Regions from separate parts of the Mus musculus genome. Here region 2 is linked to region 1. Evidence: chromatin contacts called from public HiCAR-type data. All regions are on one chromosome and are shown on one strand. Each heading gives the region's core, a stretch centred on a gene start, on an enhancer-like site or on the middle of the called end of the contact. The rest is flanking DNA. Distances are from core to core; before and after follow the strand shown.

Evidence for each region. HiCAR-type assays count read pairs that join an accessible place to other places.
Region 2: a HiCAR-type map of PVALB interneurons shows a contact between it and region 1, with 2.4 times the contacts expected there. The contact joins the enhancer-like site here to the promoter of Ppfia2 in region 1. A contact is called at or near these places in 5 of 39 promoter capture datasets (the 3T3-L1 cell line, 3T3-L1-derived adipocytes, stem cell-derived epiblast-like cells and 1 more), 3 of 484 Hi-C or Micro-C datasets (the AtT-20 cell line, cortical neurons and cumulus cells), 1 of 115 datasets of contacts at active chromatin or transcription factors (PVALB interneurons) and 1 of 9 other capture datasets (embryonic stem cells).

Annotation. Positions count from the first base shown.
Region 1 is chr10:106,467,986-106,473,956 of GRCm38.p6, forward strand. It overlaps Ppfia2 (protein tyrosine phosphatase, receptor type, f polypeptide (PTPRF), interacting protein (liprin), alpha 2), which reads left to right and starts at 2,325. Exons shown (of 32, transcript NM_001205341.1): 1 at 2,325-2,606.
Region 2 is chr10:106,565,210-106,571,180 of GRCm38.p6, forward strand. The region is part of intron 3 of Ppfia2 (protein tyrosine phosphatase, receptor type, f polypeptide (PTPRF), interacting protein (liprin), alpha 2); the gene reads left to right. It overlaps 4930532I03Rik (RIKEN cDNA 4930532I03 gene), which reads right to left. Exons shown (of 7, transcript NR_131026.1): 5 at 4,964-5,157; 6 at 4,675-4,829. Among named protein-coding and RNA genes, the nearest start is that of 4930532I03Rik, 34 kb to the right of the region's middle. Within about 2 kb of position 3,027, at least 1 of the 459 cell types and tissues checked has an H3K27ac peak or open chromatin away from gene starts, as enhancers often do. A contact at or near this core is called in PVALB interneurons, where this site is marked.

The DNA of each region.
Region 1 (5,971 bases), core at 1,075-3,574:
ATATATATTGTATGCTGAATTGGATGGACAATAAGCTATAGGAACATTCACAATGGTGTTTCTTGTGTTCTTGCTAATGGGATAATCTAGTGCTTTTGCAAACTTCTTATACGAACCTTTCTCCATTTTGATAGGGAATGACTGTTCCTAGCGGCCAATGTTAGCGTGAGACAAAATAATTAGCCTCTGGACCTGGAACATTCCAATCAGTCCATTAGTCTCAACAGACACAGCTTCTTTGAGGGGGGAGATTTTGTTCACACCAATGCAGTGTATTGTATAGACATTGTTAAGAGTGTGGCCTCTCAGGATCCACCCGAGGCTTAGAGTCCCAGCATCTACAAAGAACTAGGACACTCAAGTGAGCATGTTTGAGAAATAGTACTTTATGTAGCATATAACAATAATACTATTCATCTACTAATGTTTAATATTTTTACACTCAATTCTTACATTGTGATGCGAAACTTGAATAACAGTCCAGGAGAGAAAGGGATATAAATCATATGGCTCATCTTAAACTTTACTGTAGAGTCATCAACTAGTTAAGTTCTTCCCCCAAAAGAACTTCATCTAGTGATCATACTTCAGTGAGTCAGGATGTGCACATCATTTCTCAGTGAAATCTGGATTCTGCTCTTTGGGGCTTCTAATACTGCTTACTCTGGACCCTTGCTGTAACTTCTATTCAATGTCTACTTGATGCTTAATTCTCTTTGTGTTCCTTTAGTGCATCAGTATCTTCCTCTCTCAAACATTTCCTTAATGTATTGGTTTTTATCTACTGGTGTCTCCTTATTCTTGATCTATATGAATGGACACACACACACACACACACACACACACACACACACACACGGTCGGGGAGAGGGAAAAGAGGGAGGAAAGAGACAGAGGGAGGGAGAGAGTCACAGAGAGAGACAGAGATGCTTGAGGGAGGAGGAGAAATGGGGGAGGGGAAAGTTTCTGGGGACTAGAACATGTTCTTGGGGCTGCCAGACTATTGAAAGCTGAAATTCAGTCATGCAGACAGGGAACACTTAACATGAGATCCTCAGCGCTAAGGCAATGAATGGAGGCGACCTGAAGAGGTAAGGCAAAGTGACAGACCCAGCCACACCCTAGACTGATTCAGGTTCCGGTGAGCTTGACTACCTTGCCTCTGATTCAAGAGAAGAAAGCGGCAGAGAGCCACAGCAAACACAGAAGGCCACAGAGCAGGAAGGTTCCCAGTTCTCAAAAGCACATGCCAACACAAGCTTTCCTGTAAAGATGATTGTGTGGGAAAAGCGCAGGCAGGGCAAAGAGAACCCATTTATACTTTAGATCACCCGTGGTCCTCGCCCTCATCAGGAGCATTGAGACCAGAGTGATCCTCAGCAGCCCCGGAGAAGCTTTTGGGGAGAAGAGTGGAATGTATCCACGAGCGCGTGTGCGTGAGGAGGAGAGAAAAGACGTGATGACTTCAGAATTTATTTAAGGGCCGCCGGTGGAAACCACTGCGGCAGCTTCCAGGGGAAGCCCTTGTTCCAGAGGAAGAGGAGGTGGAGATTGCCAAGGAGGAGGAGGGGAGGAGACACAGAAGGAGGAGTATCCTAGGCTTGCACTAGGCAAGTGAGAAGATGCTGTAGCATCCTCACTCAGTTCCCAGCAGGTTGGTTCTGTCGGCCAACTGATGCAAGCAGATGAATTGCAGAGGGACTGGAAGGAAAAAAAAATTGTTGCAGCGGGCGGAGGCAGCGCGCGATGATGGGGCGGGGGTGTCTTCGGAGGTGGGTGGTGTGCATGTGTGTGTGTGTGTGTGTGTGTGTGTGTGTGTGTGTGTGTGTGTGTGTTTCTGCTTACCTTCCCAGAAAAGAAGCACCTCCTTTAAGTGAAAGGATACACCCTAGAATAGAAGTAGGCTGGGCACCCAGAGAAGACCTGTCCTGCTTCTAGCATCCCCAGGGGACTCACTTCCTTTTAACCATCAAACTCCCAACATTTACCATAAACTTCACAGGGGCTCCGGGTGGGGTATTGGGTGGAGAATGTCCCTTCCATATAGGTACTTCCCACACTTCACCCCAAAGTTCCTGTTTGGAGGGACACGTCTTCACCCTCTCTGGGTGGCCCGGGATGCCAAGGGGAGAAGTTATGCTACGTTAAGTTTCTGAAAGTCAGATCCAGTCCCGGATTACCATCTCTCCGCCCCGGGGCTCCTGCTGCACGCGAAAGTGGCGGCGGCGGCGGCGGCTGCCGCTGCTTGGGCGGCAAAGGGACCGCGGCTGCTTTAAGAACCGCCTCCCCCTCTCTTCCCTTTGACAATGGTCTGAACCGAGCCCTGCTTCCCAAAGCAAAATTTGTAATATGCCATTTTTCCGATGGACCTTTCTCCTTTTGGCTGCTGACGGAGCCACGGGAAGATGCCGAACTGCTGCCACGTTAGGAAGCCAGGGCACGTTCCAAGAGAACGCTGGGGCTCGCGAGTGTCTAAGCTGTCTTTCTCCTCCCGTTGCTAAGGAAATGGTCCAGGACTGCTGGGTGTGAGCCTCACCTCTCCTCCAGCCGAGACTGCGGTTGTCATTGACAATTGAAGAAACAGGACCTGAAATAAGAGACATTAGGTACAGAAACTGTATTCGAGTTGCATGGTTTCTCTTCCGCTTCGGGTTTTTTCCCCCCTTGACCACCTCCCCAGCCCCACCCCGCCCCCAGGGAAGAGGAGAGGCAAAGTCCTCCTTGTGGGTATTAGTTACCTTTGCTTTCCACCCATCTTCTCCATCCCCGATTTTTCTAGCTCCTGCCTAGCTCGTTCTCTCCTGGGGCTGATGAACAATTTTAGTGTGGAAATTATGAAGTCAACTTCTTTCGGGGTGGTGGGGGTGTGGCTGAGCAGTAACTGTCCAGCAGTGTGGGGTACGCTTGCTGTTTGACCATCCGAGCAGGCACAGAGGTAAAGAAAGTGAAAATGCTTCCATTAGACATGGTAGGAATATTTCCCGAGGACAGGGGATTTCAAAGAGTTAAAGAGGAGGAGAAATATTCGTGTAATGTAATCAGACAATGGCTAGGCTTTCTCTTACTGAATTACTCCTTTAACGGAGACAGAGCTGGGAGGGTTCCGAAGACTAAGTAAGCCTTTGCCGAAGAAGAAACTTGTTACAGAGAACGACTGCTTCTTTGCCTGTGGTAGTGTATAATTTCTAGAAATATAATTAAATGAAGTTATCGACTTACAGAAATAAAAGTCTTTTGGAATGTTCTTGTCTGAATAGGTATAGCTCCTAAGAACACATATTACCAAGGATCACACTGGATCTCAAAATTCTTGCTGAATGACTCCACTGGGCATTCAAAACTTTTATTTTGGATTCTGAGAGGTTTAGAAGACAGTCAAGGTTATATCCTGACAGCGTGGGAGTTGGTTTTCTTGATATAAAATTATTCGTGCTAAATTTAAGCACTGAGATAATTAAACCAATCAGGGTTATTATTTTTCTCTCTCTTAAAAATGAAATTTACACTGTCTGAAACTGGGTCCTGAAACCTTCAATAGTTTACGTGTCAAGTCATCTCTATCTAGATGAGGTTAATGCAATTATATTTCACATTGACATAAAAGAGGGATAATGAAAAGGCAAATTACCTCAGCAAACTGTGAGCTCACTCGTCTCTCAGTGATGGTGTAATGTTTGCAATTTTAGTTCCAAAAATGGCTATAAAAGCAAAATGTGATATATCTGGGTGCAATACACAAGATACTGGATAACCATACCTGCACTGTGCCAGGGTTCTATAAAATACTCTTCATAGGATTTTAATTACTCCTAATACACTCAAGCTGTGCATTTGGGAATTGTTAGACTATGTTTTATGGTACATACAAGTACTTTATAAGATTACATCAGAATCTGAGGTCTCACATATTAACCAACCTAGCCCATAAAAGTTGATTTGGTTTTTGTAGACTGTTTATTGTTTGTTTGTTTGTTTGTTTACTTTTCGTTTTAGAGGAGAAGATTCTGAATTTAGCCATTTGTGTTGGCTTGGAAGAAAGTAGCATGCATTCATTTTCTGTCCTATGTAATTTTGCATGGTTTGAATTTTATGAATTGAATTTGGAGAGTTCAGAAGTATCTGCTAGGATTACGGCTATAGACCTACAAGCAAGAGTTTTGATGTAGAATATTATTTCTGTAAGGATAAATGGTGACCAGTTTGTAACAGAGAGCATGCTTGGGTTTTTATAGTATTTTTTATATATGACACTGTGTGTTCTTTGTTGGATAACCCACTGGAATGCTAAAAGTGGGAATTTTATAAACAAATTATAATTCTTTAAGGAAGGAAACGTGTTTTTCAAAGGCAAACCAACTTGCTCCATTTCATGTTTCAGGGGTCAGATAGTCCTGTGTTATCACAGTGTAGATTGGATAGATTTTCTAAACTTTCCATCCAAGTATCTTTTGGCTGACCAAATCCACAGCCATCCTTCACACTAATCTTAAGTCTTAAGTTTGTGACTGTCCAATGTCTCCTGCTAATAGCACGGGGTTGCATCCAAGGAGTCTGCTTTAGTTGAGTGAAATGTATGCTTGAAGTAATGGAAACAGTTAAATTCTCCTTGGAACTTAAAGTTGTTAGCAATGCCTTTCCTTTTGTAAAGGTATGATTTAAAATACCTTTACAAAAGATTGAAGAATATGTAGATAACTGTATTTCCTTGCACACTTTGTTCTGCTACTTCGCTTTAACCTTCAGTGTCACAAATAAACACACAGGCTCACAGCCATGTCTCTCAAGAGTGTCACAGTTATTCCATGTGTGAATGCCATGCATGGCACGGCACGAGGACTAACCCTTTCAAATAAGCCAATGTGTTGAAAAGTTTTTGTGTGTTTTTCAATTAGTGAAAAAATAAATGTGTAGCAGTTAAAGTAGAGGAATGGGGATTCTTAACCGTTGTGATAGTGGATGAATGAAAATCTAAATGATAAAAAGTGTAAAATATACATCAAGTACCAAATGTTTGTCGGCGTGAAAGGGGGTGTGAGCGTGTCTGTAAAGACATTCTACATGTTTGCTCTGGAACTTATGCTACAGTAGATATGAATTCAATGAGTCAAGGTCCTGTCTTCGGATAGCTCCATGTTTTAAGTGATGAACACTGTTCAAAGTATTTTGAGCTATTTTGAGAAATGGTCAACCCTTTCTTTCCTTTTCCTAGAATACTTATCGTAAAATGATTTCCTTTCTCTTTCTTGAAGCTTTTCTCAATTTCCAATGGGTCAGGACCCAAGAGTTCAGAAATAATTAAGTTTTGTTCCTTAACGACTAAGTTTACACGAAGAAGCACATGAAAAGTAATTAAATATTGAACTGTTAAAATTTGACATTTTATTTCAAAATATCACCAGAAAGTTTCCCTAAGGACATATATGTAGACAGAAAAGTGAATTGACCTTCCGTTATAAAGTCCCGAGAAAGCTCTGGGACCCACAACCAAACCAGGCTTTCCTCAAATCGGACCTTCTGCAAATCAGGCTCTCCAATAGCTTCTGGTCATCACACAACTAAAATTGAGAAAAATTAGACACTTAAAACTTAAACACACACACACACACACACACACACACACACACACACGTGCGCGCGCGGCGGCGGGTGGGGGGGGATGGAAATGGAAGTGCCCTAAGTTCTGTTTTTTAATAGTGACACTCTTGACAGTCATACATGACACTGTCTGCATAATCTACTTTAAATCAAATCAGTAAATAATTGTAAAAAGTATTCTGAACAGTCCATTAATTCCACGTCTGGGGGTTTGTGATTAGCAGCTGAGAAGTGAAGCGACTGTATTCGTTAATGTAATTTACTGCATCTGTTTGTGGAATGTTTCAAAGAGTTAGTTTGTGTTGTTTGGATGGAAACCAGACAATGCATCTAACAGGAATACTAAGTGTAATTAGCAGTATAATAATCGAGACAA
Region 2 (5,971 bases), core at 1,777-4,276, 98 kb after region 1:
TCTGAGTTATTCAGTTTTATTTTAACCACTGCAAGGTAAAAACATGTTTCCAACTTTTTGTTCGCCTTTTTGCAAGGCTACTAGAGTTTACCAGGATCTGTTAATAGCTACTTCATACCTACTCTATCTAGAAACCACAACTACAGATTTATAATCTATCTCTTCACAGTTATCCTGGAATATACCAGGTTCTTACTACATCTTTCAAACTAGCTTGATGCTCATATCTACAATCTTTCCTAACATCTGTTTTCAGTGAATGCAGGAGGATTAACATTTTCGTATGTCAGTAAGATCATGGCACATTTATGCTTAAATCTTTGCTGGGTTCCCACTAATATGAAATTTTCTTAGCTCAGTGGTGGTAAAAGTTGATTTTGTAGTTTTGGTCATTATAAGAATGAAAGCAAGAATTAAGAAACTATAAAACTTGTACATTGACATCTTATGTTGAGGGAAAAAATAGGAGTTCAAGAAAACTTCAAATACCTTTTATTAGGAGAAATAATAACAAAGAAAATCAAATGAAAACAGAGATTTATAGATGTTTTTCTCTGTTCCTTATCATCATTTTAATATGACACCAGTCTCTGGTGTCTAGAGCTTACCATTTAGGCTGGACAGGCTATTCCACAAACCTCTGAGATTAACTTGTTTCCATATATAAAATGCTGGCATCCTAGATATTCACTGTCATGTCCAGGTTTTATTGAGAGGGAAAGCAGGAGTAGATTGGAATCCAAATTCAGGTACTCATCTTTGCAAACTTATACTTTATCCATGGACCCATTTCTTTTATCTCTCCACTGTTTAATATTACTTGGATATGAGAACCATTTTTTTTTGCCTGTTTTTAGTTGAGTTTCCTAATTGTTTGACAGTCTCATGAATTTATTTAATGAATTTTAGTCATTTTCACTCTGTACTTCACCCCCAAAATCCCACTTATTCACCCACTGACGCTTCTCATTCCAACGAGTTTCCCTCCTACATTCACATCTTCTTTTTGTGTGTGGCCTACTGATAATTAGAGCTCCTTGCCTGAGCGTGGGTGGGAAGTTACTCAGCAGAACAAGGGCAATTTATCTATGTCTCTTTAGTGCAGGAGTTCTCTTTAGTGCAGTGCGTTCTCTTTGTGGTCAGAAGCCCAATACTCTCAAGAATGGCTAGAATATTTCATGCCATTGATGAATATTTGATGAACAAATAAGGCAGTCCATCAACCTGGCAACAATAGATCTGCAGATGGCATAACTTTGATCAAGGCTTCTAACACTTCAATAAATAAGCAGCTCAAAAAATACAGAGTGGAAGTTCTGTGGCTTCACTGAAAGGCAAAATTCTAGCCAAAAAACAGACCCCCCCCCCCACACACACAAAAGAATGTAAAGAGGAAAAGGTTTATCTCAGTTCAGAGTTGCAGAGGGCTCTGGAAGTGTTAACTGGGATAGTAAACTTGGACAGAGCGTCACAATGGCAAGAAGAGTGTGGTAGAACAACTTCTGTGCATCATGGTGAACAGGGTAGGCAGAGATGCAGGCAGCAGTCCAGGGATCTGCTTTCTGTAGCTACACTCTACCATATGCAATCACTACCACCTCTCTAAATAGTGTTGCCACCTACCTTTCAGTCCTTGAGTACATGACCTTGTGGGAAACAAACAACATCTAAATCAGAACAAGCCCTAAATTGTACCATTGGCAGGAATTAGCTCCCCACTGTCTTTTGGGAGATTAAGTGTATTCACAACAAGCTTAGTAACTAATAATCATGCCAAGCCTTGGCAATGTGAGTTATCAGTGGTCTAAAAGATGACAGAAAAGTCTTGTCAGCTGGTAAGCAGAGCTGCAGAGGCTTTTCATTCTGTGACACAAGGAAGAACAATTGTCCTCCATGCAATGAGACTGACCCAAAGCAGTGCCTCAAAGAATGGACAATTATATAAGTCCAGGTTCGGATGAGCAGAAAAGAATAGGTGACTCAATGGGAGAGACTTCATGTAAGGAGTAATTAAAAGTAAGGAGTAAATTAAATTAGTGGGTGTCTGGGAACATGTACAACTAAATGTTTTCTTATATTTTTGGTTGTGAGCCTAGCCTTCAATGGCTGAGCCATCTCTCCAGCCCAAATGTTTTCTTAACTTCCAGTAATTTAGAAAATGGAAATCTGTTTTGAGCTGTCTTTTGTCAGATGAGTGAGAAGCCATAGCAATATAAAGTTGACAATTAAGCTAAAAACTGGCTCAAATGGGAGTGCATTTCCTATGTGTCAAGCGAAGGAAAGTCCAAGATTTAAATTCCCCATTAACTTGTTACTTATGTTGCAGGACCAAGAGTCATAGAAAATGGTGCATGAGCTGGAAGGGCAAAAGGAACAAACAGGAAACTGCTTATATCAATGAATTGGAATAAATGGACAGTTAAGATTTAAAATAAAATACTGGACTAAAAGCTCATATGTTGAGGCTTGGTTTTCATGTCATCATGGGCTACTGAATGGTGTTTGGATTGTGAGCACTCTAGCTATACCAATGGGTAACAATCAGTGGGTAGAGCCTAGTGAAGGAAGTAGGTCACAGGGCATACTTCTGCAGGCTAGTATTGCTCATCCAAAGCCCCATGTTTTTCTCTGTTCTCTCTGTCCCTCTCTGTCTCTTTCTCGGTCATCCTCATTTTGTCTCTCCCTCCCTGTCTCCCTTTCTTCCACCTCTCTTCTCAATTCTCTCCTTCCTTTATCTTGTTTCTCCCTCTGTCTATTCTTTACTTCTCCCTGTCTATGCCTTCTTTTTCTCACTCTCCCCTCTCTTTTTCCTGATCCACCACATCCCCTTGACTATGCTGTTCTGCTCACCCTCAGCCCGCTGGTGATGGAGAAAAATGACCCTGGACAGAATCTTCTAAAACTCAGCTGTAGAAAATAAAATTCCTCATTTGAGTTATTTTCTTCAGAAGTTCTGCCACAGTCATAGAAAATATGCATGGCGAAGATGAATAGTGTTCTCATGGGAAAACTTCCAATGGCTTGACTATAATTAATCTCAATTTACAAATCTAGAATTTAAGTGCCTGACACATAGCTGCCAGCATCTTATCCTTGTCCCAACTTGGGATAAAAATACATGAAGCAGAGAGAAGACAAGTAAAACAGTATGGACCAACTCCCTTTTCGTTCATAGATTTGTCTCAGTTTTGAGTTAGAATTCACAGAGAAACGTGAAAGCTGAATGGGATTAAAGCTTTCATATGAGCATTGCTGAACTTCCTTAGTATGAAAAACATCTTAATGCCCCAGTAATACTTGTTCCTGAAACTCTGAATTGACGAATATTTATTAACCAAGTGAAGCTTAGGAAAAAGCCTGTTTAAAAGTAAAATAAACAAGAACAGAATGTTCATTACTTGAGATCTATCTAACTCATGTGGTTAATTCTTTAAATTGAATTAGTCTCACTTAATACATTCTCTGACATTGGGAAAATTGTCATGCCATATTAATAACATTAAAATGTCTAAAATTTTATATTGTATGTAAGCATGCATATCTGAATGTGGATATGCACATGAGAGTAATAAGTAAGTGACCATGGGGGCCAGAGAGAGTACTTTTACAAGCACTTGTAAGCCATCTGATGTGGGTGCTGGGGAACTGAACTCAAGACCTCTGAGAAGATAAGCAAGTACTCTTAACCATTGAGCCATCTTTCCAATCTCTCCTGCACAATTTTAATTATTGATGATAGAGGAAATGGAAGCTGTCTTCACTTGATGATAGAATGATGATGGCTTATAATGGTGCATGCTCGTAGACCCAACAGTGAGGAGACTGAGGGAAGAGCAGCAGCACAAATTCAAGCCTAGTTTGAGCCAAGAACATAGAGTAGGCTAGCCTGGACTACACGAAAGGACCCTATCTACCCTAACACCATCTAAAAAAATGTAAGAACGCGTCCAGTACTGTATACAAGTTGTAATTTAAATAAAATCTCTGAACTCAGGAATATCAGTTCCAAATTTGCTTTTTAACTCTGCCTGTTATTAGTCATGCTAATCAATGGGTGACTGGTGTTTCTGTCTTGTGACACAGTTTCCTGGATTTTGTGATGAGGATAGCTATAGAATTTCTTTCACAAGGCACATTACACTTGATGAGTTAGTAAATGCAGAATGCTCTGCACAGTGCTCATGTCCATGTTCATTTTTGGAATGCTTGCTCTCAGGGCAATTGACATAGCTATAGTTTTGCTAAACTCACTCTACTTAGAATGAGCAATCACACGTTTGGGTGAGGAGTTGTGGCTCTGTGGTCAAGTGCTTCCCAAGCAACTTCAAAGCCCTGAGTTTGATAGGTAGCACCACAAAAATGATGAAAAGAATAATTGGGTTTAAATTATACTACTTGTAGAGGTGAATTATAAATATGGAGTTAATACATAGGAGCTAGAGGGGCTGTGCAGATGGCTGAATTTTCATAGAGTAGTAAGCTACCTGATATGTATTCTATTTTGGTAACCAAACCTAGGTACTCTGGCCAGAGTCTTACATACTCTTACCTGCTGAACCATCTCCCCAGCCCAGAAGTTTTATGTTTTTTGCACTAATTTAATATTGTCTCCATGGTGGCTGGACCAAATTCCCTCCCACCAGCACTGTAGAAGGATCTAGTCCTCATCCTCACCTGTATCAACTGTTTGTCGTCTTGTAGATAGCTAGATGATAAGAGCGAAATGGAGTATGGATGCCATTTTGATTTGCAATTTCATTTAAATAAAAGTTGGTATTCCAACAACTATCATGTTTCTAACTTTTAAATGAGTTGTTTACTTGCATTACCTAAAGGCAGGAAAATAATAAATCCAGAAAAATTTTCATAAGAATGAATTTCTGAATACAGTTTTATGTAAATACATGATAAGACAGAAAAGTTGAAACTCAAGTGAGAGAGAACACATGCTGTGAAATAATACCTGGCACAGGCTTGGGTAGTGTGTGAATTTCAGTCACCACAGTCTTTCAGTAAAATACCAAACATGCAAAGAGGATAGCTTCAACAGAATATTAATGTACTACCAAAATGGAATAATTTCAAATGTTCATAAATTTTATAGTTATCAATTTAATATAGATGTCTTCCAGTAATTGAGTGTACTCAAGGTAGCGTCTGTAAAGACAAATAGGATAAGCAAGCTTGGGTATGGGCGTATGAAAATCTGTTCTATTTATTCAATATTTGCCATACATGAATTCTACACAGAGACTCAATATATTTTAAAAGAATTAAAATAATCTAGGATGTTTTCTCTTAATATTAGAATTCAGATGCAAATCAACACTAAAAACTAATGTAAAGGGTAGCTACAAATACTTAAATTCTCAGTAATTAAGACAGATACCTCCACGTAACTCATTGGTCAGTGAGGAATTAAAAAATGAGAATGGGGCCTCTTAAATTTCAATAGTACTAAGCTATTTATAGGTTGCCATGTGGAAGGCAGCCAAACCTTACAAATCAATTTTATATATAAATATATATATATAAATATATATATATAAATATATATATATATATATATATATATATATAGAGAGAGAGAGAGAGAGAGAGAAATAAAGATGATATATTTGTCAGAAGAAACTGGAGGAAAGGAGCCAAAATAGTTAAAAAGAAATAAAGAGGAAAAATAAAAATACAAGTAGTAGCAAAAATAAGTATAACTTTTTTTGTAGAACATAAAATAACAGGATTATTTAAAATGCATTCACATTTGTAACTCTCTTATAGATTCATCTAATAACTCAGCAGTAAGATATCTGAGGGTCTGGGCAGAAAATTGTTGAACCGTGTGCAAAGCTTTGAGTCTATTCCCCAAACCCTACAATATGTAACTAGAGCAGAATTTAACTTTATATATATATAAAATTCTTGCAGACAGCAATGAGAACAAGAGTGAGAGGGAGAGTGTTTTAACCACCTA